Regions from separate parts of the Bicyclus anynana genome. Here region 1 is linked to region 2. Evidence: chromatin contacts called from public Hi-C data. All regions are on one chromosome and are shown on one strand. Each heading gives the region's core, a stretch centred on a gene start, on an enhancer-like site or on the middle of the called end of the contact. The rest is flanking DNA. Distances are from core to core; before and after follow the strand shown.

Evidence for each region. Hi-C and Micro-C count contacts between places; a contact is called where the count stands out from the background.
Region 1: a Hi-C map of whole larva shows a contact between it and region 2, with 5 times the contacts expected there. The contact joins the promoter of LOC112049282 here to the promoter of LOC112049272 in region 2. A contact is called at or near these places in 2 of 2 Hi-C or Micro-C datasets (whole body and whole larva).

Annotation. Positions count from the first base shown.
Region 1 is chr6:4,842,961-4,850,400 of ilBicAnyn1.1, forward strand. It overlaps LOC112049282 (lysosomal acid glucosylceramidase), which reads left to right and starts at 4,887. Exons shown (of 12, transcript XM_052882243.1): 1 at 4,887-5,091; 2 at 5,903-6,036; 3 at 6,573-6,684; 4 at 6,766-6,907; 5 at 7,096-7,252. The coding sequence starts at 5,016. It overlaps LOC112049271 (protein scalloped), which reads left to right. Exons shown (of 10, transcript XM_052882242.1): 10 at 1-1,798.
Region 2 is chr6:4,713,591-4,720,753 of ilBicAnyn1.1, forward strand. It overlaps LOC112049272 (post-GPI attachment to proteins factor 2-like), which reads left to right and starts at 1,532. Exons shown (of 6, transcript XM_024087101.2): 1 at 1,532-2,452; 2 at 2,627-2,656; 3 at 2,791-2,952; 4 at 3,026-3,131; 5 at 3,494-3,700; 6 at 3,829-6,891. The coding sequence starts at 2,342. The coding sequence ends at 3,956. The region is part of intron 1 of LOC112053846 (tetratricopeptide repeat protein 17); the gene reads right to left.

The DNA.
Region 1 (7,440 bases), core at 3,637-6,136, 130 kb after region 2:
TGAGGTACCTACCACTTCTTTAAATTACCCTTACAAATATCTAAATGAATAATTTACTTGCGCTAAAGATTTTGTAATTTTTTTCTATCATTCGGACTCAAACCTCAATAACATCAACAGTACTTACATATCTTACGAAAAAATCATATATTGCTTAACTCTTAATATATATAATAATAAAATTTAATGCGAATGATAGAAAAAATATCCATTATGAAATCTAATACCGGCCTTGCGCGAAGTATCTAATACAATCAAATTAGGTTTTCAATTTTTTCTTAAAATATATTTATATTTATATTAAACTTTTACTAAGAATTATCTTGAAAGTCAAAGTCAAGTCAAAATATCTTGTTTTTGTTTGCCGAAGAAATCATTATTTCTCATGAATGTTTTATAGTATGTCGTATATCCGATACTGAACTATAATTTAACAACAACTTATCTTCGAGTAAAGCTAAAGTTAATAGATCTTCCTTCAGGGCCGTTTTTATCTTCCAAAGTACAAAAGGCGTTATTTCGTCTCTTCAAAAGGCCTTCCGATTTTATACATTAGTTTACGTGGCAATGATTTGATCTCTCTTTTAGTCAAATATTTTTAGGGTCCTCCCGTTAGCGCCATCGAGCGTTGTGAGCTTAACATCGGTGACTAAACCTCCATAGATTAGGTTGTTTAGGTACTAAAGTCGTCTAAAGACTTCATTAATATTATTGGTTTGATTAAACAAAACATAGTACAGGGTCTTTGTTTTGTGACTGCAAATCTTTTCACATAAAATGAACTATACTTATCACAAGAATTGATAGAAATATTTCATTCATTGCTCAAACTACAGAATGGAAATAATGGGATAGACGTATGTACAAACTTTCAGCCTCTATTTCATTCCATTTAACTTTGCTACAAATTTTGTTTAGGTTCAGTGATTTCAAAATTTAATCCTTTTTATTTTATTTTAACAAAACATGTAACATAAAAATCATGAAATGTTTTGCATTCATACTCAGTCTGTATTGAAGTCGCGTCGTCTATGGAGGGTTTATTTGTGCATTAAATAGCGTTTAGTTTCAAGACATGCGGTAGGAAAATATAATCTTAGTTTTAATTATAAGAGATTTTTGTATTTATTTCATAGATTTATATTAGATAATTTGTAAAGTGATTAGATTTAAGCGTTTTCTTTTTTTTTCTTTTGTTTAAAATATGGCGATGGTCGTTCAAAAATTCGTAGGCGAAGTTTTCAAGCACTTAGTACTTACTTAAGATCAACTTAAATGTTTTGTTGCTTTTATATCTATTCTTTTGAAATTAAAATGAATCAATTAATAACTTTGGTTCTAAACGAACGATTGTGCGAGACAATAGAAATAGATCTGTCTTGTGATTTTAATAAAATAATTATTATGTACTCAAATGAGATTAACTGTCCTTTTGCTATTTAGTTAACTTGAGAGTTCTAAACGACGTTCAGTAGATAATGTCCTTAGATGATACAATGTAAATAGTTTATTTTTAGTGCATTTCTTTCAGTTGTAGTTCTAAGTGATTTCTGCTTCTAAAGTTCTTTCATATCGACAATCTGCCATATCAATATGAAAATGAAAATATTGTCGGTGGCGTTGAAGAAAATCATTTGCAAGCATTAAAATGTCCATTTATTGTTTTGGTTCATCATCAAAATTCATCAAATATCAGCAAATGATTAGCTGCAAGGCTATCTGACGCGTGTACAGTATTTTAAAGATAAAATTACGTTAAAGATTTGTATGAAAATTTAATTATATTGTCTTCTTAAAATTGCGTGTTTATTATTTTGGAAAACCCTTGTCCTTTTCTTCTTTCTTCGATGATAAGTTAACCCTTTACAATTAATACTTTACAGACTTCAAAACTAGCTTTTGGCTGATAGGAGGCTTCGGCCATAGCTAGTTACCCTACCGGCAAAGACGTATCGCCAAGCGATTTAGCATTCCGGTACGATGTAGTGTAGAAACCGAAAGGGGTGTGGATTTTCATCTTACTCCTAACAAGTTAGCCTGCTTCCATCTTAGATTGCATCATCAATTACCATTAGGTCAGATTGTCGTTAAGGACTAACTGGTAAAGAATAAAAAAAAAAACATTACCTACATTTTTTTGAACTTTTAGGGTTAGGGTTTATAGTCCGGTCAATTTAGACCAAAAATTTAGACCTTCACCATCACCTTTGACTTTGAATAAAAAAAATTCCATACACGGGAACGATGGGGAACTTTTAAACATTGTTTATAATTATTGATTTTCAGCTTGTTGAGATTTTATGCATCTTCGAATGTTTAAATTGACCGTAATATTACGCCTTGGAGCAGGTCATTAATGATGCCTAATGATATAATGATGATATATTGGATGGTATAAAGCAAACTTATCCAAATATAAAGCACCCAAAGTCAAAGCGACTTCCTAAGATAGAATAACCTTAATTTATTTTATAAAGAAATTCTTGGTGGCTCAAGCAGTGGCGGATTTACTCTAAAGCCCAGTTAGCCCGGGCCTAGAACGGCAAAATATTAGGGGCGGCCATTTATGTCATTTTTTTAAAATAGTTAAACGTTTTAAATGTTTCATGAAAATTATTCCCAAAACCTCAGAAAATATACTAGCAGACGCCACGCGGTTTCACTCGCGTAGTTTCCGTAGGAATACGGAAATAAAATGCTATATTTTATCCCCGTATTCCCGGGGATAGTGTAGCTTCCCAGCAGTAAATAATTTTTCAAATCGGTTGAGTAATTTCGGAGCCTATTCAATGCAAACAAAAAATCAAATCTTTCCTTTTTATAATATTACTATAGAAATATAGAGTAGCAAATATTTTGCTATAGTTCACTATTACAAGTACTAGTTTCCTAGAGCTGCTAGTTTATTGACTTGATTTTGATAAATGGCAATAAAACGTTGTCTTTAAATTATAGTCTACTAGGGGACGCCCGCGACTTCTTACGCGTAATATTCTGTTTTTTAATCCCGCCGCAGGCATGTAGTTTTTCGGAATAAAAAGTATCTAGTCTATGTTTTGCTCCAAGGTTCAATTTATATGTATACCGAATTTCATCCAAATCGGTTAAGCAGGTGTATTTTATTTTAAAGTTATGTCTATGGATAAATACAACGGATGGTGCAAAATGGGCGGTAAGGTGGTACTTTGGGGCCTAGGGCGGCCAAGACTACAAATCCGCCACTGGGCTCCGATAACTATTAGATAAGACGGAAAGTTGAGTCAGTTGTTGTAAATCGTTTATTTGAATGTCAATACTGTCACGGTATCTGTCATCAAGGTATTATTATTCAATTTGTTGATAAATATAATCAAATTCGATCAATTAGTAGTTGATCTAGCAGATTTTATCAACTAAGTCAATGTACAGTTCTATGAATAAATTATGAGTTCAGGAATAATGCTTCCTGAACTCTCGTAGTATCTGTGTGTTCAAATCAGTAATAAGACCTACTAAAGAACATAGCTCAATGAGTCATATTCTGACGACCTCTATTCTCAACAAATATCCTAGGTTCGACTCCCAGTTCGTGCCGGTTCAATCGGTTCTGAAGGACCTGTATGGGGTTCATGACGACTTTGGACAGTGGGCAAACACTACAATAGACAAATATGTCATTACCTATTGGGTAGATGTCTTATAGCGTAAAAGATGAGAGAGAGAGAGACGACCCATCACATAAGCAGCTCTTTTTTTGGCTTTCTGTATGTGATTTGCAAGCTCATATGGGTATCAGAGGTCACACCTAGGTATTTGGCAATGCGTTACCAGGAGATGGGAGATCCGTGTAGGGAGACCTCTTTTAAAATCGAAATAACGCCGCGCAAGTTTCCTTGACAAGAGTACTTACTGCTGCACTCTTCTCTGGGTTTACCACTATCCTCCATTTGCGAAGCTACTTTGCTAAGCTTGTTACCGCTTTCTGGAGGCGGACTATTATTGATTGACGGTAAGGGTGCGTCACATACAGAAGCGGGAAGACCAGACCAAGTAGCAAGTCTATTCTCATTCTACGATCGCTAACGCTTCGAAAACTAGAAAGATGTATTGGAATGACATTTGCTATCGACAGGTCACGTGATCAAGATCTGTCATTCCCATATATTTTTCTAGTTTTCGAAGCGTTAGCGATAGTAGAAAGAGAATCGATGTGCTACTTGGCTAGGGGGCAGTATCGTTTTTTTTTACATTAAAAGCATCTGGTCACAATCTGACAAACATTTAATGTAGGTAGTGTAGGTAATTTAGGTACTACTATAGTCTGGCAAGACTGCGTGGGTGTGAAATCGTGCGTGCGGGGAAGTAGGTGCATAAGTCGTGGGGTTTTCATTCATCGCTACACGCCCCCCGGCCCGCGCGGACCATCGGGAGTGTTAAGAACGAAGTTGCCAAGCTATACAGTATATTTTATTACAAGTCGATGTGAAAGTAGGTTAAGATTTAAGAAGTCAGAATATATACTGACGGTTTTTGTCGTGCATTCTTTAGTTTCAAAGTTTTGTTTAAATTAACTTAAATTGTGGTACCGTCTTTCCTATACCGTAAACTGTGATATTTAAATAGTTTTTTAAGTAAGTAATGTTTTTGTTAAGATGAAAGCTTTTTTTGTGTTTGTAAACGAAGCCTACTTGAAATGAATTAATTTTGATTTGATTTTGAGCACATTACCTACATTTTTGAACTTTTGTTGCCGACTGTACGTACAGTAGTACACTTTCTATCTTGATCAACTATCTGTAATCTGTAACTAGGTATTAATATCTAAATATAAGGAGTATTAAATATCTCAAGATTAAAAAAAAAATTAATTAAATATAAGATAATGAAGATAAAATAGCACATTTCTTTAAAATTTGCCGATAGTTATTATTTATTAGCGATTTATTATCAAACGTAAGTCAACCCAACTGATTTTAATTGAGTGTAGTTATTATAAGTGTTAAGTCGTTATTAAAACGTAATAAATTTATTTTCAGATGTTACGCCATAAAAACATTCGAATATTTTTAGTTATAGCTGTTTTACAATTTTCATTTTTATTTGGAAAATGTGGTAAGTTTACACAACAGATACTCAACTGGAAATCAACCTTCGACTGGAAATTTCTTAAATAAAAGCATTAGTATTAAAAATAAATATTTCTGGATTTCCCTATAACGTCTATAGCTACTAGATAGGCTCTCAAATTACCCGCATTTTACGAGTAAAACAATACCTAGTAAGCAACGAAATAAAATAATGTACCTACCTACGTGTTACTAACTCACAAACTTGATAGAAAATCGATCACTAGCTCTAAATCTCTATGTCTAACACGATATTACTTGAGACTAATTCAAAACTGACAGTCAAGTTATAATAACTTAAAATAGTTTAAAAAACTAAAAAAAAAAGCTTATAGCACGCACTAAAAATTATAAATATTGGATATAAGCCACGTGACTATTTTTTTCGTATTCCTGACAGCAAACCCTTTCATTTGATATCCATATCATGGGGGTGGAGCAGCCATCTTGGGGAAGCCGCCATATTGGATTTGTAATGACGTTTCTTACCTAGTCATGTCATCAGAGCGTGTGCGAAATTTCACCCTAATCGAAGACCGGGAATTGTGTCAAATTAAGATTCCAAGATTTGATTTTCTTACATAGTTGCAAGTGATTGGGAAGCCCGCCATATTGGATTTGTAATGTTTCTTAGCTAGTCATGTATTGTCATCAGAACTCAGAGCGTGTGCAAACATCCTAATCGAAGACCGGGAAGTGGGTCAAATTAAGATTCGCTTAAGTGAAGCGAAAGCTAAAGCGTGTAAAAAAAAGTCACAGAATACAAATATAAGATAATCAAATCAATATACTTTCAGATTTACCATGCAGGGCCCGGGATGTCGGCATAGCGGGACGTTCAGCAGTGTGCGTGTGTGACGCCACCTACTGTGACACGGTGACTCGCAATGCACCAGCGCCTGGCACTTACGTCACTTACACCAGCAGCCGAGTAAGTAATAATCGTATTCACTGCTAAACTCTCAATAGCTCAACGGTAATGGGATCAGACTCTGACGACCAGTTTCTTCATCGTAAGTAAAAGTGACGGTCTTAATCACGGAAAAATAAAGTCTTCTTTACTATTTACTACTTTTACTGTTACTTTAGCTTTACATGATGAAACTGGCTGTGAGAGGTCGTGGTTTAATCCCCGCTCATAGATCTCCTATCAAAAAGTGGATGCACATTCATCGACCAAAAAACGTCCCCACTCAACGAGTGCCAAACACAGCTTCTTGACACTCAATTCAAGTAGTCCCATTTGCAAATTCAACCTTAAACTCAATTCTTAAGGTTGAATTTGCTCTGAATTTGGGATTTTATTGAATATTGGACTATATTTAAAGGCATTTAGGTATAGGTATAGGTACTAGTCTTTCCGACTTTTAGTTGGAGTGGAATGAGAATATTGGTCTTATTTATAGGATATGGCAAATATTCTTTAACTATGTACCTTGAACATAATTACCTACATATATATTTCAGGCTGGCAAACGTTTCGAAAAGAGTGGTGGTGTTATAGAAACCAATTCCCATAATAAAAAAGATGCTAAACAGCAAATGAACGGAAAAGACGATGTATCAGACAATATACAACGTAAGTCCAACTTACAAGGCAGACATAGAGTAGACTTATCTTCATGTAAGGTTGTCACTTAAATATAATGTAAAATTTCAGCAAAAATTTTCAACGACGCATCATACAGGCTGTTTTCTAACGTCCAATACCAAACTATCGAAGGATTCGGAGGTTCTGTAACGGATGCTGCCGGTGTCAATTGGCGTAAACTATCTTTTAATACACAAACACATTTTGTCAAGTGAGTAACCTTCTTTATTATGGAACGATTTGTTAAGTCTTTGTCGAATAATTCATGTTAGCTTCATCAAAGTACCTTCAAATAAAGAACTACCTTTCCTGGGTTCCTGTTCCCTGACGAATTTACATAATCTAAAGAAAAATAACAGTAATTTTCCTAAGTAACAAAATCAAATTTCTTGATTGCAGTTCTTATTTCTCAAAAGAGGGGCTGGAGTACAATTTGATCCGTGTGCCGATAGGTGGTGCTGACTTCTCAACTCACCCATACACCTATAATGAGTACCCTTGGAACGATGCTGCTCTCAGCAATTTTTCTTTAACTGTTGAAGACTACTTTTATAAGGTATGGAAGAAATTTATACAATTTTATACAGATAGGTACAGATACAGAGTTCGCTTCAAGAAGATGAGCCCTTTTTATGAAAACCTAAATAAAACTGGCAATTTAAAGGCAGAAAGGCTATATAGAATCGAAAAAAAGGCACAAGACCAATTGTGGACACTAGAATTCGTAATTTGGAATAGATCTAT
Region 2 (7,163 bases), core at 282-2,781:
TATAGTTAATATATCTATACTAATATTATAAAGCTGAAGAGTTTGTTTGTTTGTTTGATTGAACGCACTAATCTCAGGAACTACTGGTCCAATTTGAAAAATTCTTTCAATGTTAGATAGCCCATTTATCGAGGAAGGCTATATATTATCCCCGTATTCCTACGGGAATGTGAACCACATGGGTGAAACTGTGCGGCGTCAGCTAGTATGTAATGAAGTCCAAGAAACAATTACATCTCCAAAAAATACTTGAAAACACTTATAATAAAAAACTGGTGTAAACTTTCATTAATGTGAACATTTTCTCCTTTTAAGATAGTTTTTTATTTAATATTCTAATCATACTAATATTAATAAAGGAGAAAGTCTGTGTGTATGTGTGAATGTTTGTTCCTCCTTAGCGCTGCAGCTAAAATTGGTATAGAAATAGATTTTACTCTGGACTGAGACAAATATCTTAGCAATCCATGGATTCACAGTGTTGGTACCGGGTCCATCAAGTGACAGAGAGAAAAAACTAGAGCAATGTCAAGAACTTGTGGCCAGTGGATGTAGGATTAAGGAATTCCTTGACAATCTATTAACATTCCCCTCCTCCACTCGTGTTGTTCTCCCTGTCTAGCCAAATTTTGTAAGATCCTATTAGAGCAGCTTTGGATACCCATTCTAATATAGAATTAGCTGCAGTTCTAAAGAGGCTAAGGTCTTTAAGCAAGTTACAGAGATTTTGCTGGTAATCCTCTCGCACCTACTTCTTCAACGTACAGGCTAGCAAAATCACTACCTCTGTTTAAGATTTAGACAAATTTAACAAAAATATTAATTCCAGTAGGTAGGTATAACCGATATTAGCGGAAGCATATCGTATTGTATGTTAGTGAACCCGGTGAACAGAGATAACGTGATTTCACAGTTAAAAACACACATTGAATGAAAAAATAACATACCCTCGGCTGAATTAGCCCACTCTCAGTGACTATCCAGTGGGTTGAAGATTCAACTTCGATTGATAACATCACCCACACACTTAATAAAATAAAGAATTTACTAAACCACATTTTGAGGCTTGCGCTTTGTAAAATTGATCCGAAATATCTCTCATTTATTCATAAAATATGATTGCTGATTTTTCTTCTGAAAATACAAACACTGTAGCGCATGACCAACGCGCAAGTTTGTTTGCGCATGCGGCATGACATATTTTTTGCGGTTGATAACGATTTGTCAATGTCAGTAAGATGTCAATGTCATCTATTAAGCCCATAGACTAGAACACACAGACGAATAAGTAATAAAAAATCTCGGAAGCATTATAACATGCCTTCAAGCATTTTTTGCACATAATAAAATATAATAGAGTTTGGCTAATTATAGTAGAGACTGAAAACGCCTGCCAAATTTAAAGATGTCAGAGTAAAATGTTACACATAAAGTGCAAATATTAAATACACATTTATGCAAATAAAATAACTGAGTTTTATACATAAAGTATAGTTCTTTTTCCGGTTGGCCGCTTCCTCCTCCGCTCTGGCTCTTTATTAGCTTTTGGTTTAATACATAGGTTTATTCCGATTTTGATGATTCCTTTTTTATATCTCTGATATAGTTATATTAAAAATATAGCAACCTTTTTTTACGTTTTTTTTATTACGACATATTGATAATGTGCTTCTTTATAAAGGTTGACATTATTCTACTGGTTAATCAATATTTTACCAACATCCTCAACTTGTATACGTCCAGGAAATAATAATAAACTAGAGTAATAAATATTTTAAACTTTATTGATTGTTATTTTATATTGTTGTTAGTATGCAACGCAACAACAAGACCATTTCATGACGTGCAACGTCTGCGCGCAATGAAAATCAAACTTTTCTATTGATTTGAAGAAAATTTACTCCTATGCTATCTACCTGCCTACAACATCAAATAAACGCAATATTTTAACAATAAAATCTTGCTTTGCTGTTGTCCACTTGAATAACTGCGCTTAATAGGTCAAAAAATATATTCTATGCTACGCAATGAAAAGCTCTTCAACCCCAAATGCGCAAGTCCAAGTAACTTCATTCATTCCACGCCTCAAGTCATTTTTACTCGTTTTAGCACTGTGCTTTTGTGAAAGCGCACATTTTAATGTACAAAATATTAAATCTATTGTTATCTATGTATCAGTACAAATATATTTTCCGCACGGTTGACAAGATTTTCGATTTTTCTCATTTGGAAGTGTAGCAAGTTTTCAGTGATAATGAATCCAATAAAAACAATGAGCATCGGATGAAAGGGGTTGTTGTTTAATTATGATATTAATGATTAAAAGTGAGTGAGACGGAAAATGGGAAATGACGCACAAGTAGAGATACCAACACACTCGAAAGAGCAGGATAAATCTCATACAAAGGAATCGTGTATTGTAGACAGAACTATCAAAACTTTAAATTACAAGGTGCATATTAGATAACAATTTTTACAATTACCGTGAATTTATTATGTTCATTGTATTTTTTTATTTCTTCAGGGACTGCTATGGTCATGTTCTCTGAGAAGGATATGTTTAAGTGCCCTATGGCTTCCACTAGGTGCTTTAGTATTTTGTTATGTGACAGCGTCTATATTCCAGGCAGATGATATCCATGAAACACACTGTAGGGTAAGTTTAGAAGCCATGATGAAAAATAATTACTTGCACAAAACGCAACCATTCAGTTAAGTAAATAATCTCATGCTGATGCTATGGGTATTAGTATGTTACGTAAACTATTTTCTTACAATTTGTTTTTATAGGTTTATAATGTAGTTCCATCAATAAGTGCAATTACGGGGATCAGCCCACAAAGATATGTTTGGAGAATATGCATTGCTTACCACCTAGGACCAAGACTGTTAATAGGTTCGTTATATTACAACTACCATAAAGAACGCACTTCATATATCTTCGAAGATAAGGCAAGTTTTGTAGAAGCCAAGTTGGAATTATGTAACATAATACATGTATGCCTAAATAAGAAATCTGTTTTAGGTACGCAATTTAGCTATAAATTTAGGAGAAGCTTGTTACTGGTTGAACCTGATAGAGTTACTTGCACTAACTGGAGTTACATATGTCTCCAACAGGGAAAATTACTGTAAGTTATAATTTATGTATTCTTAATATCTGTAAAATAGGTGTAATTTATCGTCAGAATTTACATCAAATCAGGGAAATAATATTCCCTGGATTCAAAGAGTTTAAGCTTTAAGTTGTAAAGAATTTAAGCAATATTTAACAAAGTCAGCAACAAGATTAAGTACAATATTTATTGATAAAAAATACAATAAAAATTTATGGACTAAATCAGCAATCGAGGCGTAGAAATTACTAGCAAATAGTAAAATGAATTTTATCATAGGAGTTGTTTCCTTGCCTATCTAATTGTTTGAGTGATTCTTCATCTGCACTCTATTAAACATTTGTATAATTATCAAAACTTTTTGAATTTTTTTCCAGTCGTACACGAGAAGATATTCATTATATTCATGGTGACATCGCTCCTTCATATGCTATGCCGCGCGCGTGTTGGCTGCTTAGCCAGCGATGTCGTGGAGCCAGTGAAGACGAACAAGCTCGTGTGGATCCTATTCTTTGTGGCCATCTGTGCTACTATTGGCCTTATTGTCTTCTTTTTGAGACACCGACTGCTTTGTCGACCACTCGGTAGGTATCATAAGCATAGGCTCTTTTCCAGTTCCTATAAGTGTTGTAAATGTTTTAACGAATTTAAAATGTCTACCATTTTTATTCTGAATCAAATATTAACATTAACTTACCTTAATTTTTTTCAGCATTTACGTGGTTTTCAATTTGCGAGTACATCCTTGCGACAGCGAATATGGCATTCCACGCGCTCATTGTCCAAGATCTTCCGGTACACGAGCTACAAGTTGTATGCCCCACAGGCAAGACCAACTAATTTAATATTCTTTGTATTAAGGATGAACTAAACAACCAACAATAATTCCATCGATAGTGTGAATCCTATTACAACTGTTATTTTTTTAATTTCACATCATAAATCATTCATACACATTATCAACGACCAAACTGATAAAATTAATTTATTCATTAATTACGCAAATAAATTTTCAGTCAAATGAATGCTTAAATTAACTGAAAACTTAACTAAAGCTGTCATTGATTACAAAAAAATTGAAGGAGTAGATTTGAAAATGAAAAATTGATGGTAAGTATTTTGATAATCCTAGTTTGACAAAAATCTAATATTGCACAAATGTTTGATCATTTCTATATACATATTACGACCTAACCCCTTCCAACATTCCAAAACCCAGTGAAGCTGCATCATACCCATTAAAAAGTTTACAACAACACACAATCAGAATTTTAAAAAGATGATATCTCCATTGATGAAACAGCGCTGGACATAATCAACAATTATTATTTATAATTAGGGAGTCGAATAGTGTGCCCTTTCGCCGTCCCTGTCGTTGGTGTTAGTTTGACAATAATTTTGCGCTAATGCCTTTTATTATCACTATAAAGTTTGGCGCGCGAAATTTGATTTTTAATTTTTTACAAATGAAATATGGTTTTCATTAAATGTTGAAGTTAGTTTCACAACATTTGATAGATAATCTTATCATCTGCTATCTACTGCCGCAGATTATTGCTTATTATAATATTCTGGGATACATTTTATTTCGACGGCCAATTTACCTACTTAATGAAAAGTACTTTTTTGTAAAACAGTACCAGGGAACAAACGCGATTTGGTCGTTAATTTAATGAGAACGCAAATTATTACTTAATCGTCGTAAAAAATTATGTAAATCGCGGTTTTTCCACCCTTATAGCAATAGGCAAATGCTTTATTTTCAATTAGGTATTAACAACACAATAAAATTACTTAGATACCCATAATTTCTATATTATATAAATTTTAAAGCAAACGCAAGCCTTCCAAAAATTTGACATATTTTATTTTGTTAGGACGAATAGGCAACATGGTATACAAAGATCAGTATAATTTTTAAATAAAATCTTCTGGTCTTGTAGTATACCTACGTTGAAGCCTTTGATCTAATGTGCAAGTATTAATAACATAGGGATTTCAATAGATTAATATGCATAGGATCAAATTTGGAGTATAAGTTTGATATTATATAATAATTTGTTTTTAAATTAGATATTAAACATTGACACAATAGAACGTAAGAAATCTAGTAGATATAAAAAAATATTGTAACATGCCGAGTAGGCTTTTGGCTTGTAAAAGTGTGCTCTTTGCATAACAATAATATTTTGAATTTTAAAAATGAACGCCAAATTTTTGCAATTTTAGTTAAAACAATGACAAAATTGGCGAAATGTTTTTATGTAAATTATTATACCTACCATAAATTTTTAATAATGTTACATTAATTAGTTAATTTATTTATGCTTCTAAGTTAGGATTTAAATATGTTATTGTTATAAAATTATATTAGGTAATTTATTTCGAGCAATAAGTAGTGTACGATCATATGTTATTACTTATAATTAAAATAATTAAAAAAAATTATACACATTTGATAGACATCTAGATTTAAGTTGCTTGAAACTTTGATAAGATATTAAAAAATAATAGAGTAGGTATTATGTACTTACTTAACTATACGTATTGTTAATGCTTGACTGTGTAATATCTTTATCTTATGACCAAATATTTGTTTTTAAATCACTTTAGGTGTACTATATTTAGTTTTTGAATATTTTCATTTGTTATCTTTTTAATTTTAGCTTAACTAATTTTGTGGATCTACTCTGTTTTGTCATAGGTATATCAAAATAAAATTAAATAAATTTCTTTGTCTTCTTAATTCTTTTGACTATTTGAGTGTATCTAGTACAAAATAACTTAAAGACTACATTTCTAATTAATAAGATCTGACTAATTTTAAAATATAGGTTCCATCGTCCCTTAAATTGGGGTTTTGATTTCTGAGTGACAGTAGCAAAACACGATCTATCAGTAGTTAATCATATCGTATATTTCATAATTGACATGCTCATATTATCAAATAGATTTTTCAATACCGTTGCGCTCTTGTATCCGTATTGCCAAAACTTTAATTCGGCCTAAGTAGGTACCTAATTTATAACAATGGTTACATATAACATCAATTCAGTACAATATTTGTAGTTACATAAAACTCTTTTTTAGTTAATGATGGCTTTTATTGACTAGTGTTATGAAAAATATCGTACTTTTAATAAAGCAACGTGTGCAAGATTTCTCTACAGAGCAATAAAATATACCTAAAGATTACAAATTATATCAATTACACATACAAAATCTTAGTTTACTTAATCCGCCTTTGTGATATTTGTGATTGTGAAGTTATTTTATTCTTTGTAACTAGGTATACCTAGACATAGTTCATTAAAATATAACATAAGTAACATAGTATAGATACGCATTGTTGTGTATTGTAGTACAATTACAAAGTTAAAATAATTAATTTCTTAAATTAAAAAATATTCTTTTACTGTTTTAATTTTTTATATTAAGGTTTTAATATTTTCAATGAGCGATACTTTGAAATTGCTTGTTTTTATGTAATCTATTTTTAAACGACCATCGACGCTAACGAAATACTGAATAATTATATTACTTAATATTATAAACTTATAGTCTATACCTATGACTAAGGGTATTGAAACATATCGTATCTATTTACTAAAATTTGTGTGCATTCAAATTATTCTCAAAGCAATTAATACTTTGGGTACCTGTTTATTGTTATAAATTATGTATACCTATTAATAATATATTTTAACAGTACCTACACAGTCTCTTACTACAATAGAATTTGTTAACGAAATAAATTTAATGTACAACACATTTACTTATTGGTGTTTTATTATTGGTAAGTAAAATGCAAGCCCAAGTTAATATAACTTTGAAACCCAAGAGTCCTTTGTCCCAGAATACCAGCTACAAACTAAGTACCTACATTGTAAAAAAACTACAGTTATATGAGCTCAATATATTTATTTACACTTCAAAGTGACGAAATTAATAAAGCGCTGTCATTAAGCCTACTTAATATAAAACATAATAACTTTAAACTTGCATCAAAGATTTTGTCTATTATACAACCTTTGATTACAGCTAAAA